Regions from separate parts of the Sus scrofa genome. Here region 2 is linked to region 1. The links are chromatin contacts, called in public promoter capture Hi-C maps. All regions are on one chromosome and are shown on one strand. The core of a region is the stretch at or near the end of the contact, and the rest is flanking DNA. Distances in the headings are between cores, read along the strand shown.

What was found. Promoter capture Hi-C pulls out the DNA fragments that hold promoters and counts their contacts.
Region 2: a contact with region 1 is called in a promoter capture Hi-C map of fetal liver, with 4 times the contacts expected there. The contact joins the promoter of RGS8 here to the promoter of RGS16 in region 1. A contact is called at or near these places in 1 of 5 promoter capture datasets (fetal liver), 1 of 47 Hi-C or Micro-C datasets (heart right ventricle) and 2 of 2 datasets of contacts at active chromatin or transcription factors (alveolar macrophages and skeletal muscle).

The regions. Positions count from the first base shown.
Region 1 is chr9:123,915,932-123,923,819 of Sscrofa11.1, forward strand. RGS16 (regulator of G-protein signaling 16) reads right to left here and starts at 3,188. Exons shown (of 5, transcript XM_021063763.1): 1 at 2,776-3,188; 2 at 1,751-1,861; 3 at 969-1,033; 4 at 507-673. The coding sequence starts at 2,819. LOC110255525 (a long non-coding RNA gene) reads left to right here and starts at 607. Exons shown (of 2, transcript XR_002335963.1): 1 at 607-703; 2 at 1,723-2,210. LOC110255524 (a long non-coding RNA gene) reads left to right here and starts at 3,153. Exons shown (of 4, transcript XR_002335961.1): 1 at 3,153-3,237; 2 at 5,823-6,115.
Region 2 is chr9:124,049,455-124,057,342 of Sscrofa11.1, forward strand. RGS8 (regulator of G-protein signaling 8) reads right to left here and starts at 4,473. Exons shown (of 10, transcript XM_021063775.1): 1 at 3,808-4,473; 2 at 2,472-2,542. LOC110255526 (a long non-coding RNA gene) reads right to left here. Exons shown (of 5, transcript XR_002335965.1): 5 at 4,517-4,587.

The DNA.
Region 1 (7,888 bases), core at 1,938-4,437:
TCAACAAATCTTTATGGAATGAAGGTGCTCAAAATAAATTACAAAGATATAAAAGCAAGGCATTACTACTCTCCCTCCACAAGGTGGCGCCATATTCTTTCTCAAACAGCGGCGGCTGAGGGACGGTGGAAAGGTTCTCAAGGACCAAAGTCCTAAGGCAGGTCCGCCAGGGAACTGAGCCAGGTTATCCTATGATGACTTATTCCCCACCCCCCAGCCGCTTAAGTCTTTTAAGCCTCTAAAAAGGCCTTAGTTTACAACAGTGGGCATGGACAGAAGCCAAAAGCCCTGCCACCCCCTCCAGCCCCATTGGTGCATCTGAGGGTAAGAGCACCCAGGGATGGCCCAGAGCCTGGCTTTTTCAGTCTCCAGCCTCCTGTGCCAGATGAGGCCATGCTACTTCTAAACGCAGCCCTTCGCCTGCTGGCTTCCCACCATCCCCAGTTCTCAGTGGGGAAGGAGCAGCCAGGGTCTAGAGAATCCCTGGAGTATGTCACGCCTCTGACCTCTTTAGGGGCTTCACTGCGAATGAATTCCTCAAAGATCCTGTGTGCCCGGGATGCCAGCTTGGTGGCTGACCGGAGCTTCTTGAACTCCTCACAGGCCAACCAGAACTCCAGGTTCTCTTCGCTGAACTCCGTCTTCAAGAAAGTGTGGAAGGCAGCCACTCCATCTGGATTTGCAGGAAGAGAGGAAGAGACAGGTCAGACAGAGGGGACAGCCAGCAGGGAACCACAGAAGAAAAGACAGCAATTGTAGTTAATGGCTCTATTTTTAGGATGTAATTTTCTCGAACAAGGACCTGCCTTTGTATTCTGCGTAGAGGCTGGCACACTAGGGGATTGTTATTATTGCTACTACTACTATTATTGTGCCCACGCCTTCAGCATCCTGCAGGCTGACTCCACCACACATGGGCTCACATGTGCCCTCCACAGACAGACACAACACAACAGGGTCCCACTCACTTTTACTGCTCAGCAACAAGTCAAATGACTCTCTCCATCCCAGCACGTCTTCTGAGAAGTTTCGGCTTAAAAAAAAAAAAAAAAGGCAAGATTTTACTTTTCAAAAAATCAACAAACTAATGCATAGCACAAATCCTAGCCAGAACTGTGATGGAAGCTGTCTAATTCCCACAGATGCTGGCGTGGTGATTAGTGGAGCTGACTCCTCAAATGCTTGGTTGGGGTTAAGACAAACAGTTGTGTTTTCTAGAGGACAGCTCAGTAACCAGAAGCCAAAGCAGGGACCTCTTGGGCCTCAGTAAATATCTGAGACCGTGTCTTCACTGTCCAAAAGTTTTTCTATTCCCCTGACTCTCTGAGCTTGTTTTGACCGCTTCCTCAAGGCCATAGGGCCTCATGAATAGAGACAACGTCTACCCATAAACCCAGGGCCTGGCACAGTTGCTGGTCAATATACAAGGGCTTCCAGGCAAAGTGCATGCTACCGGAAGTAGAGCCATTGATGAAAAGCCCTCCGGTGGTCCTGCCCCCGCCCCAGCCGTGGCTGCATGTTCAATAACATCTCCAGGTGGGAGAGTCCAGTGACTAGACATGCTGGCCCTGGGTAGATTTGTCTGTTGGTGGACTTCAAAGCCTTGAGCCACCCACCCGGTCACCCATGAGCCAGGGAGCCACCGCAGACCAGCAATCATTACAGGGGTCATCACAGTCCACCCTGACATGTCCTAATTTCTCCTTGTATTTCCTTCTCCAGGGGCCCCAGGCCGGCCGGCAGGACTCACCCGTCTTTGCTGTGTTTACTGCCCCACTCGAATTTGCCAACACTCGCGGGATCGGAGCCCAGCTCTGACTTGTGAAGAAAGATCCCCAGCCGGGTCTTGAACTCTTTGGCTCTGGAAGACAACGCATGAGCATGTGAGGAATCTCCGGTTGCTTGGCCAGGGCAGAGAGATTGAGGGGGTCCCAGGAGAGCTCATGCTGGCGCCCCCCCAAAGCTTCCTGGGACACTTGGCTATTCCCAGGGCATAAACGTTGCTTCTCTCATCAGTATCATGAACCCAGAAACAATGAAAGCAGTCTTTGAGCTGTGCCTCCATAGGTCTTATACTTTCTGGGTCTACAATACAGCTGTATTCATGGGCTTTTTGGCATTAAGTCACACCAATCTATCTTTGTGCCAGCTGATGAGCAGAAGGCAGTTCAGCACACTCTGGGCTTGTTACAAATATTTCTAGAACTGTGTGGAAGTTGATTTCTACCTTCATCTTTACTTTTTCTTTTCCAGCCTCCAGCTTCAGCAAAGATTGGTGAGGCTGAGAAGTCCCCTGGGAAGTGGGCACATCTCTCACCAGGTGGGGGGAAGGGGGGGACGCTGAAAAACACTTCCCTGCCTTCCCAGCACCTGAGGAGGCCAGGGCCCTAGCTCTGGGCTTTAAAACGAAAACCAAGTGCTTAAGAAACCAGGGAAGACAGTTCTGCCTGGTGATGCCAACACCAGGTCTTCCTGCAGCCGAGACTTCAGCAGGTCAGCCAGGTAGAACTGCAACTTGTGTCAGAGGATGGGGAATGCCAATAAGCAGCGGACCCTCTGCTTCCCTTTAATTCGCCTTCTCCCTTCTGGTGGTCCATCCTCCTCTTAGACTCTAAGGGAGGCATCTGTGAACGCGGAACCAAGTTGACCTCCACCTTTCAAGTTACTAGCGTCCCATGCTCCTGCCCACCCAGGTCCCCAAGGCTGCCGCTCCGCTTCCTAAGGTTGATGGGACTTGGACTTCTTTCTCCAGGCAGCTGGACAAGCTCCTCTTACCTCTCCAGGCAGGTGGTGGGGAAGGCAGCCAGGGTCCGGCACATGGCTGCTGATGCAGGGCAGCACGTCGTGGAGAGGATGGTGGCGGGCTCCTGGGGACACCGCAGAACCCAGGGAGGCAGAACAGCGGCAGCAGCTAGCGCCTCTATGCAGACTGCGTTTATCAAGGGGAACCTCACTGAGCCAGCGGCTTTTATTCCCTTGGAGGGGGCGGAGCGGGGCTGAGAGCCGCCGACCAATCGGAGAGCCGTCCTGAGCGCGGGCGAAGACGGAGGCGGGGCCGGGGGCTCGAAGGGGCGGGGCGCGGAGCCTAGGATGCGCCGCTACCCTGCTACCCTCGTGCAACTCTCGCACCGCAGGGGTGCTCACGGGGCTGCCCCCTCCTCCGGGCGGACGGCGGCGTGGGGAGGGAGGCGCGGCAGAGAAGTCGCACGTTGTCGAGACGCGCTCGCACCCAGTTAGGTAGGAAAAAACCCTGTCGGCCGTTAGTAAAAGCAGGAAACCAACTCAGCGGTGCCAGGAGGATTTGCGTGGGGGTGGCGGGTTGGGGAGGTAAGCGAAGTGTGGGTCACAGCCTGAGCCTGAGCTTGTTAGGGCTCCACGGAGCAGAGCACAGGGTGCAAGACAGCATATTATGCTGGTGCCTTACATTTCTTGTGCTTCTACCCAGATGGCCACGGGTCAGCCCAGGAAGCCCTTTACATCATCACCGCCATTTTAGAAATGAAGAAACCGAGTCAGAAAGTTAAAAAGACGTGCCCAAGATCAGAGTTAGAAATAGACAACTCCCCCCGTGGGCCGGGGGGCGGGAGGCGGCTTTATTGAGCAACTGCTAAGTCCCAATCCCTTTCGCTAAAACTTGAGTTAAACCCCTTGCTGAAAGTCACACAAGGTTTTGCCAGAATTCAAATATGAATTTACCACACTTTTCTCTACTGCCCTTTCCCAGCTGAGAATCCCAACACCTTTGTAACTGATGAACGCAACTTTTAAGTATTTGCTAGTTAGTTCAGCGCCCTCATCTCTGAGATAAAGGTAATGGATGCCCTGCTTCTCTCCTCACGTTCTCATAACGGCATCACAGCCTCCCCAAGGCTCCTCACATGCCTTTGGGATTGCAATTAAGAGGCTGCAGGTGAGGTTAAGTGTGTGTGATCTGGAGATGGATTTCTCACTTTCAAATCTGGGCTCTGCTGTTTACTGGTGGGAGACCCGGGACAAGCTTCTCAACCTTTTCATGTCTCCATTTCCTCGCCTCTAAGATGAAAACGTGATGCATTTATTTCATAAAGTTGTGAGAACTAGATAAATTTAAGTTGTACTTGGAGTTCCCCAGGAAACAAGGAACATAGTTCCTCTGAGGCAGAGGCTGGCTGGGGAGAGTTCTCGGAACTAAGAGGGTGTGAGGGAAGCAGGGTTGGGCAGAGGGGGGAACGGATGCTGAAGCTGGTCCCAAGGGATGCTCTGGAGTGGGATGGCCCTTCAGAGCAGTCGCTGCAGTGAAGCAAGGGGCGGCCTTGCGTCCCACATCAGCTGTTCACTGGACAGCCTAATTTTTTTTTCTTTCTTTCTTTTTTTTTTTTTTTTTTTTTTTTTTTTAGGGCTGCACCCTTGGCATATGGAGGTTCCCAGGCTAGGGATCCAATCAGAGCTACAGCTGCCGGCCTACACCACAGCCACAGCCATGCTGGATCTGAGCCGCGTCTGCGACCTACACCACAGCTCACAGCAACGCCAGACCCTTAACCCACTGAGCAAGGCCAGGGATCAAGCCCGCAAACTCATGGCTCCTGGTCAGATTCGTTTCCGCTGCGTCACGATGGGAACTCCAGGCTGGCGTAATCTTAAACAAGGCCGTTCCCTCTGCCAAGAGCAGCTCCTGGAGAGAGACTGCTGGGAGCCTACAGCAGACAGCACCCTGGGGAACGAGGGCCTGATCCCAAACGGATCTGGAAAACGCACCCCGGCCCCTGCCACCACACCTGTACGGTGCTTGGCACAGTGCTTGGCTTGTAGTCGGCACTCAGTGTACCTCAGCTCTCAGGTTTACGTAATAGGGATACTGGGCCTGCTAGACAATAAGGAAAGGGAGCGTGTTTTTGTGACTCTTGGAGTCGAAGTGTTTTTCACAAGGGGCATTTCAGAGTTGCTACTCCTCAGCGAGGCCTGGAAACGAGTCAGAAAAGAGTGCAAACAGCAGAGAAGAGGTTCCACCCGAGTGAGAGGGCCCAGGGCGGAGGCCCAGAAAAGCTGGTCAGGGAAGGGAAGGGGAAGCACCCGGAGGGGGAAGAGGGGAGGAAGGTCTGTGGGACCATCACTGAGGCACTGCTGGAGCCAAAGAAGCCCCCATGGCAACAGCGTGCAGCATGTTCTGCCAAAGCAGGCCCCCTTGTTAAGCCAGGGCGGGCAGAAGAGGAACCAGTTAATCCAAACCAAATGCGCTCTGAGCAGCCAGAGTTGAAGCCTCCCCAGCCTCCCAGAAGGTCGGTGCATTGGTTAGCGGAGCACGGGGGCAGGTGCAGCAGCAGCGCACATGTTGGCAGCCAGTGCCCTTTCCAATGCCAGCATCCAACCTGCATCCCATCTCGCCCACCTTGGCTCTTATGCTGCTTTTCTCACAAGTCCAGGGCTGGACCAGTATGGGGCAGGGAGATGGACCAGGGTTGGGAGGGGGGCAGCGGAAGGATGCCGTTTGAACATTGGCTTCCAGCACAGTCCCTCGCCCCCACCCGGCCGCCCCATCAGCAGGACGTTCCACCCGGAGGAGTTTGTCAGCTGAGCTGAGGGTTGTTTTTTCACCTGATGCTGCTCATGCCCCAGCGCACACTTTCATTATGCAGCTGCCAAGTGGGGCCATGGGTAGTGCTGGGGACAGCTTTTCTTCTAGTGAGAAAAGCGAGTTTGTGGCTGGAATGAACCTCGGGTTTTACCCTCAGTGGCACCAGGTTGGACCTGGCCCCTGGCAACAATAATGGTGATTAGGCAGACAACCTCCTCAAACCTTCCTGTCCTTTCTGTGAATTGGCTTTTACATTTCCATTCTGCAGACAACAAAACAGCAGAGCCTAAGGCGCCCTTAGTTAAGTGCACTGGAGCTGAAAACAGCTGAACCCTGGGCCCAATCTCCAGATTCCTGAGCAAGGACTTTTTCGTTTGATAAAGAAAGCGAAGGAGACAAAGGGATGCACAGCGCACAGATCCGAGAGCGCAAAGCTCCCTGCTCAAGATGAAGAGCCCTCTCTCCGCTCAGCCTGCCTCCCAGTTGCCATGGTTACCTCTTCGGTTTCCAGGCAGAAACTTTTTTGAAGTTCTCGTTTATCCCAAATTCTCTTCCCAGCAGGTAGGTTGGTTGTGTCTGCAGTTTGTCATGACTCAACAGTTGCTGTCCATCCAGCTGCGCTCGCCTGTGAATCACACGGGCTTTGACGGACCTGACCTCGTTTTGGCCCAGCACTCCCAGCGCAGCTGCCCCCTCTTTAAGGGCGAGTATGGGGACACAGCTCTGCAGCCTGGGTCATCTGGTGCCAGGATTAAACCTCACACATTGTCACCGCCCCACTGTCCTCCACGGCCTTCAGTCCCTCTGACCTTCCCCCACAGCCTCACTTTTTCCACGGAGGCTAAGGTCTAGATGGGACCTTTGCTGAAAACGGTTAGAGGCAATGAAAACACTTTCTTGACTTCTGATTTGGTACGCTCGTCCCCACCGTGGTCTGGACCTTCCAAAATCTACTAGTCTACTCAATCTGCTATAAATATTTGTTAAGAATGTACTATGGGAGTTTCCCTCGTGGCTCAGTGGTAACGAATCTGACTAGCATCCATGAGGACGCAGGTTTGATCCCTGGCCTCGCTCAGTGGGTTAAGGATCCAGCGTTGCTGGTGATCTGTGGTGTAGGTGGCTGATGTGGCTCAGATCCAGCATGGTTGTGGCTGTGGTGTAGGCTTAAAAAGACAAAATAATAATAATAATAGTAATTGACTATGTTCCCAAGAACATGGGGCAACAACAGCGTCTAAGGCTCTTTCCTGACTTTAATGACCTCCTGTTTCCTCCTTGCTGAGGAAACAACTACCATGGGGTCACGGGAATGGGTGGGGAGATGACAGGAGATTATTGCCTGGTGTTACAACAAGTGTCCAGGAAAGAGAGAGACTGGAGAGGGTCAGCGGTGTTTTATTTGTTTGTTTGTTTTAAAAAAGAGGAGTTCCCACTGTGGCGCAGCAGAAATGAATCCAACTGGTATCCATGAGGATGCGGGTTCGATCCCTGGCCTCGCTCTGTGGGTTAAGGGTGTGACGTTGCCATGAGCTGTGGTGTAGGTTGCAGATGCAGCTTGGATCCGACGTTGCTGTGGCTGTGGTGTAGGCTGGCAGCTGTAGCTCTAATTTGACCTCTAGCCTGGGAACTTCCATATGCAGTGGGTGCAGCCCTAAAAAGCAAAATAAAATAAAATAAAACCTCACACATAAAAAAAGAAAAAAGAAGTGAGAGGGTTTGAGCCCTGTGGAAGAAGGTCGGCCTGCAGAAGGAAGCATTCTTCAAGGGGGACGGACAGCTAGGAAGAGCTTGCTGTAGTTTTAGGGCACAGCAAAAGTGCACAAAGATTTAGGAATTCCTTACACACAGGCAGAGGCTGCTGAGCTCGCAGAGCACACCCTTTTAGGTTTTAGAAGCACAAAAACAGCAGGGGCGGCATGTATCCTCGGTGGCCACTGGCTGCAGGGGGAGGTCACCACCCTCAGATATGAAATTGACAGTCTCTGGGGGCCAGTTCCTTGCCAGCTCAGGACAAGAACTATGGGCACCCTCCCTTCCTGGGCCCGTGAAGTTGACACAGTTCAGTCTGGGTGCAGGAAACGAGTGTTTTCCCCTGATTATCCTTTAGGGCACCAGGGGCAGCTCACTCTGCTGGCTGTACTATTCATCTCTGATCTCTCTTGTCTTGGAGGAAGGGATATGCCATTGGCAGGGCCTGCCATTCAGTGCCTTCCAGATGGGGCATGTGACAGCCGCGGGGAAGTAATCTACCCACAGTGAGGCGGCCAGTAAACAGGTGCCAGGATTAGAACCCAGCTCTGTTGATCCAAACGCAAGGCTGCGCCTGCCCTG
Region 2 (7,888 bases), core at 3,223-5,722, 130 kb after region 1:
TTGGGAACCTTCTATTTCTAGTGCCCAGAACAGTTTCTGACTCACACCACAGCTCCACAATTACCGAGATATAGTTCCCATACCTTCCAATCCACCTATGCGAAGTATATAATTTAACAGTTTTTAGTATAGTCACGGGGTTGCGTGACCATCACCACAAATGATTTTAGAATGTTTTCATTCCCTCAAAAAGAAACCCCATACCTGTGATCAGTCGCTCTCTGTTCTCCTCAGAAGTCCTTTACCCGCCCCCCACCCAAGCCCTACTAATCTATGTTTTGTTTCTATGTATTTGCCTATTCTGGATATTTCATATAAACAAAATAACATAATATGTGGTCTTTTGAACATTAAAGTTTGATGAATGAATGAAAAAAATATTAAATCCAATTGTTGCCACACCCTCTGGATATTAGCAGCTCCTCAGAAAGTTTCCTTCTATGAGTTTTGAGCCACCTATTACCCCCGCCTAAGAAACAGAGAATTCACCTGGCAAAAATACAGCAAAAAAAAAAAAACAAAAAACCTCATTTATTCCTAGTGCACATTTGTTTGTTTAATTTTTAACTGTGACATTTTGATTGACATTGAACAGAGGCTTCCCATTTGCACAATTAACAGAAAAAAAAGGAACGGCTGACAGCAAATGAATACTTGAAACCAAAGACCAAGGGGTCTGATTATTTACTTAAGAGACCAACTGTTTTCAAACACTCTGAATTACAAGTGATTTAATTCTAATCTAAGCAGAGGCCAGCGAGCCTGGTGCTCTGATATGTTGATTACAAATCATTCTCTATTCATTAAAGCAGGACCTTGATCAGGCAATTTTGGTAGACATAATTCCACACATCCATGGACTTGAAAGTCATAAAATGGCCATTTATTATTTATAAGCATTTCATAATCCACTTCACCGACCCAACTGGTTTTCCCCTTCAGTTATTTTAAATTAGTGAGGTTTTAGTGCATAAATAGGCTCTTCTCCAATCTACACTGTTAAATGAGTCCTCATTTTTGATGTATGTCAGAGTAACTGACATCGATATCTAAATCAAACCATGAACTAGAATTGGAATGGTACCTAAGGTCACTGGGGACAGCCTCTCACTCAATGCTGGAATCCATGCCACGGCTTCCCTGGCTTAAATGCGTTCCACTGATGGGGAGCACAGCAAGACTTGAGGTAGCTCCCCATTCCATCCTTCAAAACAACTTTAACGACCAGGCACTGTTCCTTAAACATCCTAATTTAAAGATTTCCCCCACATGAGTCTCTCTGCATCTACCTTGTTTTAGTCCAAGTTCAGCCCCCTAAGGTAACAGAGGGGAAGCCTACTTCTTCCTGCGAAGAGCGAATGAGTCCCCCAAATGTCTGAAGACAGCTTGCCTCCTTCAGAATTCTTCCCTGAGCTAAAAACACCCCAGGTCATCTTATAACTCAGTTTTCAGACCCCTCTCTGCTGCCATCTTCCTCCACCACCACCTTTCCAATCATCCACCATTGAAGCAATTCATTGGTGTTCCTCAGTACAAATCTGCATGATGGGCACTTAACTGCGAACCTTTCCAATGAAAAGGGGGTCACACAGGCCTCATGCTAATTGTTAGATAGCCTCTTTTTTTTTTTTTTGTCTTTTTTTGCTATTTCTTTGGGCCGCTTCCGCGGCATATGGAGGTTCCCAGGCTAGGGGTCCAATCGGAGCTGTAGCCACCGGCCTACGCCAGAACCACAGCAACGCAGGATCCGAGCCGCGTCTGCAACCTACACCACAGCTCACGGCAACGCCGGATCGTTAACCCACTGGGCAAGGGCAGGGACCGAACCCGCAACCTCATGGTTCCTAGTCGGATTCGTTAACCACTGCGCCACGACGGGAACTCCAGATAGCCTCTTAAATGCAAACACGATCCATATGAATTGCTGAGACTATCTAGATGAAATCGTCCATATTGAGGGATTTCTACGGGCTTTTCACATTCATTTGTGGGTCAAGGGCTGCTTTGAGCTAAAATGAGCAGATCCCATTAAAACAAAGGACAGTATCCATTCAGAAGTTCTGACCTGCATGTCCTATCTTTAGACACATGTAATTTCAACCAAAGTGATCATGAATCAAACCAGGGAAGGCAGAGTTATTTCAGCCGCTGTGAAAACAAAAGCAGTTAATACCAAGCTCCTTGTATTCATTTAATTTGGAGGTTTCCTGAGGAGAGAAAGTAAATTTTGGTGTGCTTCCCATTTAAAGATGCCACACAGAGAATGTTTTATGTCTTCACACATCCTTCCAGAGGTTAATCGGTGCCAAAATACAAGGGGAAGAACTGACAGCCTATTTTTGTCAGGGCCACAGAGACACTATCTTAATGAGAATATTGCAGTTCAAGGTCTAATCTTTTTCTATCCTATCCTAACACAATAACAAGTTTGCCCAAAAATAAGCAGTTTAGGGGGCTTGAGCCTCACTAACCGTGGCCACTCCTTCATCTCCAGCCAGGGAGACAACTCTGGTGCAACCAACCAGAAGCATCAAGCAGTTCCCTTCCAGGAGGCAGCAGCATGCAGGAAAGAAAGAAGGCATTGAAAGTTAGTCTAAGCAGTATTAAATCACAGCACTACTATTTCTGATGAGTAACTATGAGAAAATTGCTTAACCACCCTGAGTCTGTTTCTTCATCTAAAAATGGGGTTCTTGTGCTCTCTTTGCAGTAGCACATATACTAAAAGTGGAACAATACAGAGAAGACGGGCATGGCCCTACACAAGGATGACACACACACTCACGGAGCACTCCCGATTTTAAAGTAAATAAATAGAAATAAATTAAAAACGGGATTCTTGATCCTTGCCTCAGATGGCTGCTGTGAGGAGCCATGTATGATAATGCATATGAAATGTAGGTAGTAGACAGGGGAAGGCACAGAGTAGGTGCTCGTTAATATTGACTAATAAATTATAGGTCAGAAATTTGTTCGGTGAAAGCAGAATGACAACAGAGAGTGTGGAATATGCTTAAGAGCTCTTTTGCTTGGGCTATAAGACTGCAAGGAGTTTCCCCCTTTCCACTCCGTCTAAAGAACTGGAACCAGTCAGCTGGAATGGCTTGCTCTCTTTCCTGGACAACAATGAAGTCATAGTGACACTTCCCATATGTTCTATTTTCAAGTTCTGGGCAGCCCCACACCCTTCTCTGGCATTTGTCATGGTAACACTACCCTCCTGACATCATCAACAGTTTCAGACCCCTGACTTTACAGAGGATTTTTCTTTCTTCATAATCAATAGGAAGATACTTAAGCCCACTGGCAAACCATGCTTTGTACATTAGACTACATTGCTTCTGAAGGTTTTCTAGATGAATTTTTTTTAACTCAGTCATAAGAGGGGACATTTTTCCCTGGAATGTCCTGTTTTTTCACCAAACTCCTCTGCTTGGAGATTCCTCAGTGGACTAATGACCCCCCCCTCCGAAAATCCACCATCAGTAAGTAAAAATGGATTCTCAACCCACACAAATGCATTGGATGCTTTTATGCTTATGAAAGAGGCAATACATTCCATGCTTTTAAGTTAGCGTTTATCGACTCTTAATTCTTGCTCAGTCATTCTAGGTCATTAACCCTACAGATGAGAGAACTAAGACCCAGAGAGTTCCAACCCACCTAATGTCAGATGTCAGACTAATGTCCAGCTAATAGAGAGACAGGACTTCTAAGACAACACTCCCTCCACTCCCTTCTACCTCCTGCCTAACAGCACAGTTAGTCTGAGCAGAGCCACCTAATCAGACATTCTTGAGAGATTACCTTGCTTCCTTGACGACCAGAGGGTCAGCACATCAATCAGGCCTGCTGGGGGGATGGCCAAGGGTTCGAGGCTCAGACAGGGAACACCTACAGGTGGTTCCTCTCAGGAACTGCCTTTCCTGGCGTGGGGAGCCTGTTGTCTCCGGGGATATCTGGTCAGACAGGACAGTGGCAGCTTTGTCTCCTTCATTAGAATTTCCTCCTATTGTGCATCTACAGAAGGGGAACTGACTGTGTGGCAGAGTGACTAAAGAAAGATGCTAAAGTTGGAACTGGGGACAATCCAAGTTGGCGGCCGCCTGAATCATGAGGAGATTCTAGGCTGCCACTTGTTCCTCCATCAAGTTCGAGTGACTCAGTTGTTTAAATCTTGTGGCAAGACACCTGGAAGCTGTTTGTCTCTTTCCTAAGGGCTCATTCACAGGGTAAAAATGTAATAACATTCATTTACCATCACTCTACCCTGAAGACCAGATCACTGCTAATTCAACGCGGTGCTGATTCAGTCATCATATCCCTGAGGCAACACTCTTCTGCAAGAGCTATTTATGTCCCAGCACCATTTGAAACACCTTCAGATCTTTTTTAAAATGTTCGAGCCCCTGAGAGGCAGCTTGATCTGATGAGAGCTGCGCTGGCTGTGGGTCTGAGGAGAGCGTGTCTGAAGGTCAGCCTACCATCTTGGGGTCATGCCTTCCAGCTCGAGCTACTTGCCTTCTCTCCTCAGGCTTGTTTCAGGATAAACCAGCCCACCTCAGCTCTGGAAGAGTCCCTTGTTCACTGCAGAAAGGAAGACATTGGAGAGAGAGACAGGTCAGTAGCTGAACACTTGATAACACTTGCTCTAGACTTGCCAGTGACGTAGCAGAGAACTCAGTTATCCTGCATGGCTTCTCTGTGCCTGAGAGACCCCAAACAGGAAAGAGGATGTTTACCCCACATTGAAAGGAGCCTATTCTACAAGGAGAAAGTTCTCGGGTCTGCTTCCTCAACCCTCTCCTTCAGAGGACCTGAGGTTTCAGCCAAGAGTGACCGCCAGGGAGAAAACAAGCCAGACGCTGTCCTAGCTTCCTCCCCCTTCCCACACCCTCCAGGTGAGAGTAGCTGATAAAATACTTATGGAGGACTTCAAGCTCCTGGGAGATCAACGCTACAGGAATAGGAAGTTTTATTATAATGCAAAACACTGGAGAAGGGTTCCTGGTCCGAAGTCATCAGGCACCAGGCAGAGAAGAGATGAAATACTTTCCTTTCTTCTGATCTCTGGCTAAAAGCCTCTCAGTCACTTAAGGAGGATTTAATCCACTAGTGGACTGTCCCCATTTGAGGAGTGCACGGCTAAAGTTAGTACTGACCTAACACGACAACCACAGGGGGAGGCGACCACAGTTTCTCTCTACTGCTGCAAACTAGTCACCTGCCAGTCTGCACACCTGTTCCTTCCCCAGAGTTTGGGGACACTGCTTCCACCAGGGTTTCCCCTTTAAATACCTTCAAGCCAGAGCAAACTGGGGAAAACTTCTCTCTGACCCATCTCTCCACCTTTGATTTTCCCTGCTTTTCTTCAAAGGACCTCCTCATTGGTACAGGGCCTCATTCTCAGCAAGTTACAGTGTAGCCCCTTTAAAGGCTCTTTGTAAACAGAACCAATTTTAAGGCTCTGGGGAAGAGTCTTGTCAGGGCTAAGCAAGAAATTTCGAGGCTGGCAGACCTACTCTTTTCCCTTTGAATTGCTCCATAAAAGCAGTGTCCAATTCCAGCCTTGCTATTAGTCCATTTTTGAAGGCCTCAACTGTATGGTCCAGAGAGGAAGGACCAAGAAAGGGAGCGGAGGGACACAGGCACGAATATCAACAGACCGAATTGAGGGTGTTTGGCTTAGAGACAGGATCTCTCAAGGAGATGCATAAGTGTTCCCAAATCTGCGAATGGGTGTCACTGTAGTTCAGTTTCTAATGATAATAAACAATAGAAACTCATTCAAGCTGGCTCAGCTAAAACAGGATTATCACGGAGCTTCCAAGGAGACTCTTCGGAAAATCCAAGAGACAAAGCCATCATAGGCTTGGGCCTCCTGGAAAAATCATGGGAGAGTGGACCTGAACTTAAGGTGTGGTCTAGACACTATAAGAGCAGAAGCTAAAGTACCTTTTTACAGAAAAATTACCTTTCACATGACTCATCTGGCCCCCCACCTGCTTCTTCCCCTAACAACTAGCAAATTCTTTCCAAGTTGCTTCATTTAAAAACCATTGAGTGAGAATCCTAGTGGCTTGGCTTACTTATGTTTAAAGAGTATGCATTTTTAGAGCAATTTTAGGCCACAGCAAAACTGAGAGGAGAGTACAGAGACTATACCCTCTCTCCACACAGGTGCACAGCCTCTCTCATCAACATCCCCCCCCCCCCGACACCACCCCAAGTGGCACTTTTCTTTTTTTTTTTTTTTTTGTCTTTTGTCTTTTTTTTGTTGTTGCTATTTCTTGGCGCTCCCGGCATATGAGTTCCAGCTAGTTGAATCAGAGCTGTAGCCACCGCCTATCCAGACCACAGCAACCGAGATCCGAGCCGCGTCTGCAATCTACACCACAGCTCACGCATGCCAGATCGTTAACCACTGGCAAGGCAGGACCGAACCGCAACCTCATGTTCCTAGTCGGATTCGTTAACCACTGTGCCACGATGGGAACTCCGCAAGTGGCACATTTCTTACAACTGGTGAACCTACACTGACACATCATAATCACCCAAAGTCCACAGTTTAGAGTTCACTTTTGGTTTTGTGCATTCTATGGGTTTGGACAAACGTATAATTACATGGATCCATCATTACAGTAACATACAGAGTATTTTCACTGCTCTAAAATTCCTTTATGCTTTGCCTATTCATCTTGACTCCCCCACTTCCAACCCCTGGCAACCACTGGTCTTTTTACGGTCTCCATAGTTTTGCTTTTCCAGAACGTCCTATCATTGGAATCATACTACATACTTTCAAGTACGTAGCTTTTCCAGTCGACTTCTTTTACTGAATAACATGCTTTTAAATTTCCTCCATGTGCTCATGGCTTGATAGCTCATTTCTTTTTGGTGTTGAATAATATTCCATTGTCTGGATATACCACTGCTTATTTACCCATTCATCTACGGAAGGACATCTTGGTTACTTCCAAGTTTTGGCAATTATGAACAAAGCTGCTATAAACATCCATGTGCATGTTTTTGGTGTGGACATAAGTTTTCAAGCCCCTTTGGATAAACACAAGGAGCAAGACTGCTGGATCATATGGTAAGAGTATACTTCGTTTTGCAAGCAACCACGAGCCGTCTCCCGAAGTGGCTGAACCATGTGGCAGTCCCACCAACAGTGAATTAGAGTCCCTGTTGCTCCACATCCTCACCAGCATTTACTGTTGTCAGCGTTCCAGATTTTGGTGAATCTAATGTATTTAATTTGCATTTCTCTGATGACATATGATGTGAGCATCTTTTCATAGGATTATTTACCATCTGTGTATCTTTGGTGAGATGTCTGTTAATGTCTTTGGCCCATTTTTTTTTAATTTTTTTTTTGCTAAAGTGTAGTTGATTTATAGTGTTGTGCCAAGTTCTGCTGTACAGCAAAGTGACCCAGTCATAAATGCATATACATTTCCTTTCTTGGACTCCTATCCCAAGAGACTGGACATGGTCCCCTGTGCTAGACAATAAGGTCTCACTGCCCATCCATTCTAAATGTAATAGTTTACATCTACTAACCCCCAATTCCCAGTCTATCCCACTCCCTGCCCCTCCCCCTTGGCAACCATATGGCCCATTTTTTAATTGAGTTGTCTGTTTTCTTATCCTTAAGTTTTAGAATTCTTTGTATAATTTAGAAAATAATCCTTTACCAGATGTGTCTTTTGCAAATATTTTCTCGCAGTCTGTGGCTTGTCTTCTCATTCTTATGACACTGTCTTCACAGAGCAGAAGTTTTTGATTTTAGCAAAGCCCAGTTTATCAATGACTGGTTTGTATCAGACCCCCAAGTGTTAAGTTGTAGTCTTAATCTTGGCCATGAAACAGGGATTTGTCTCTC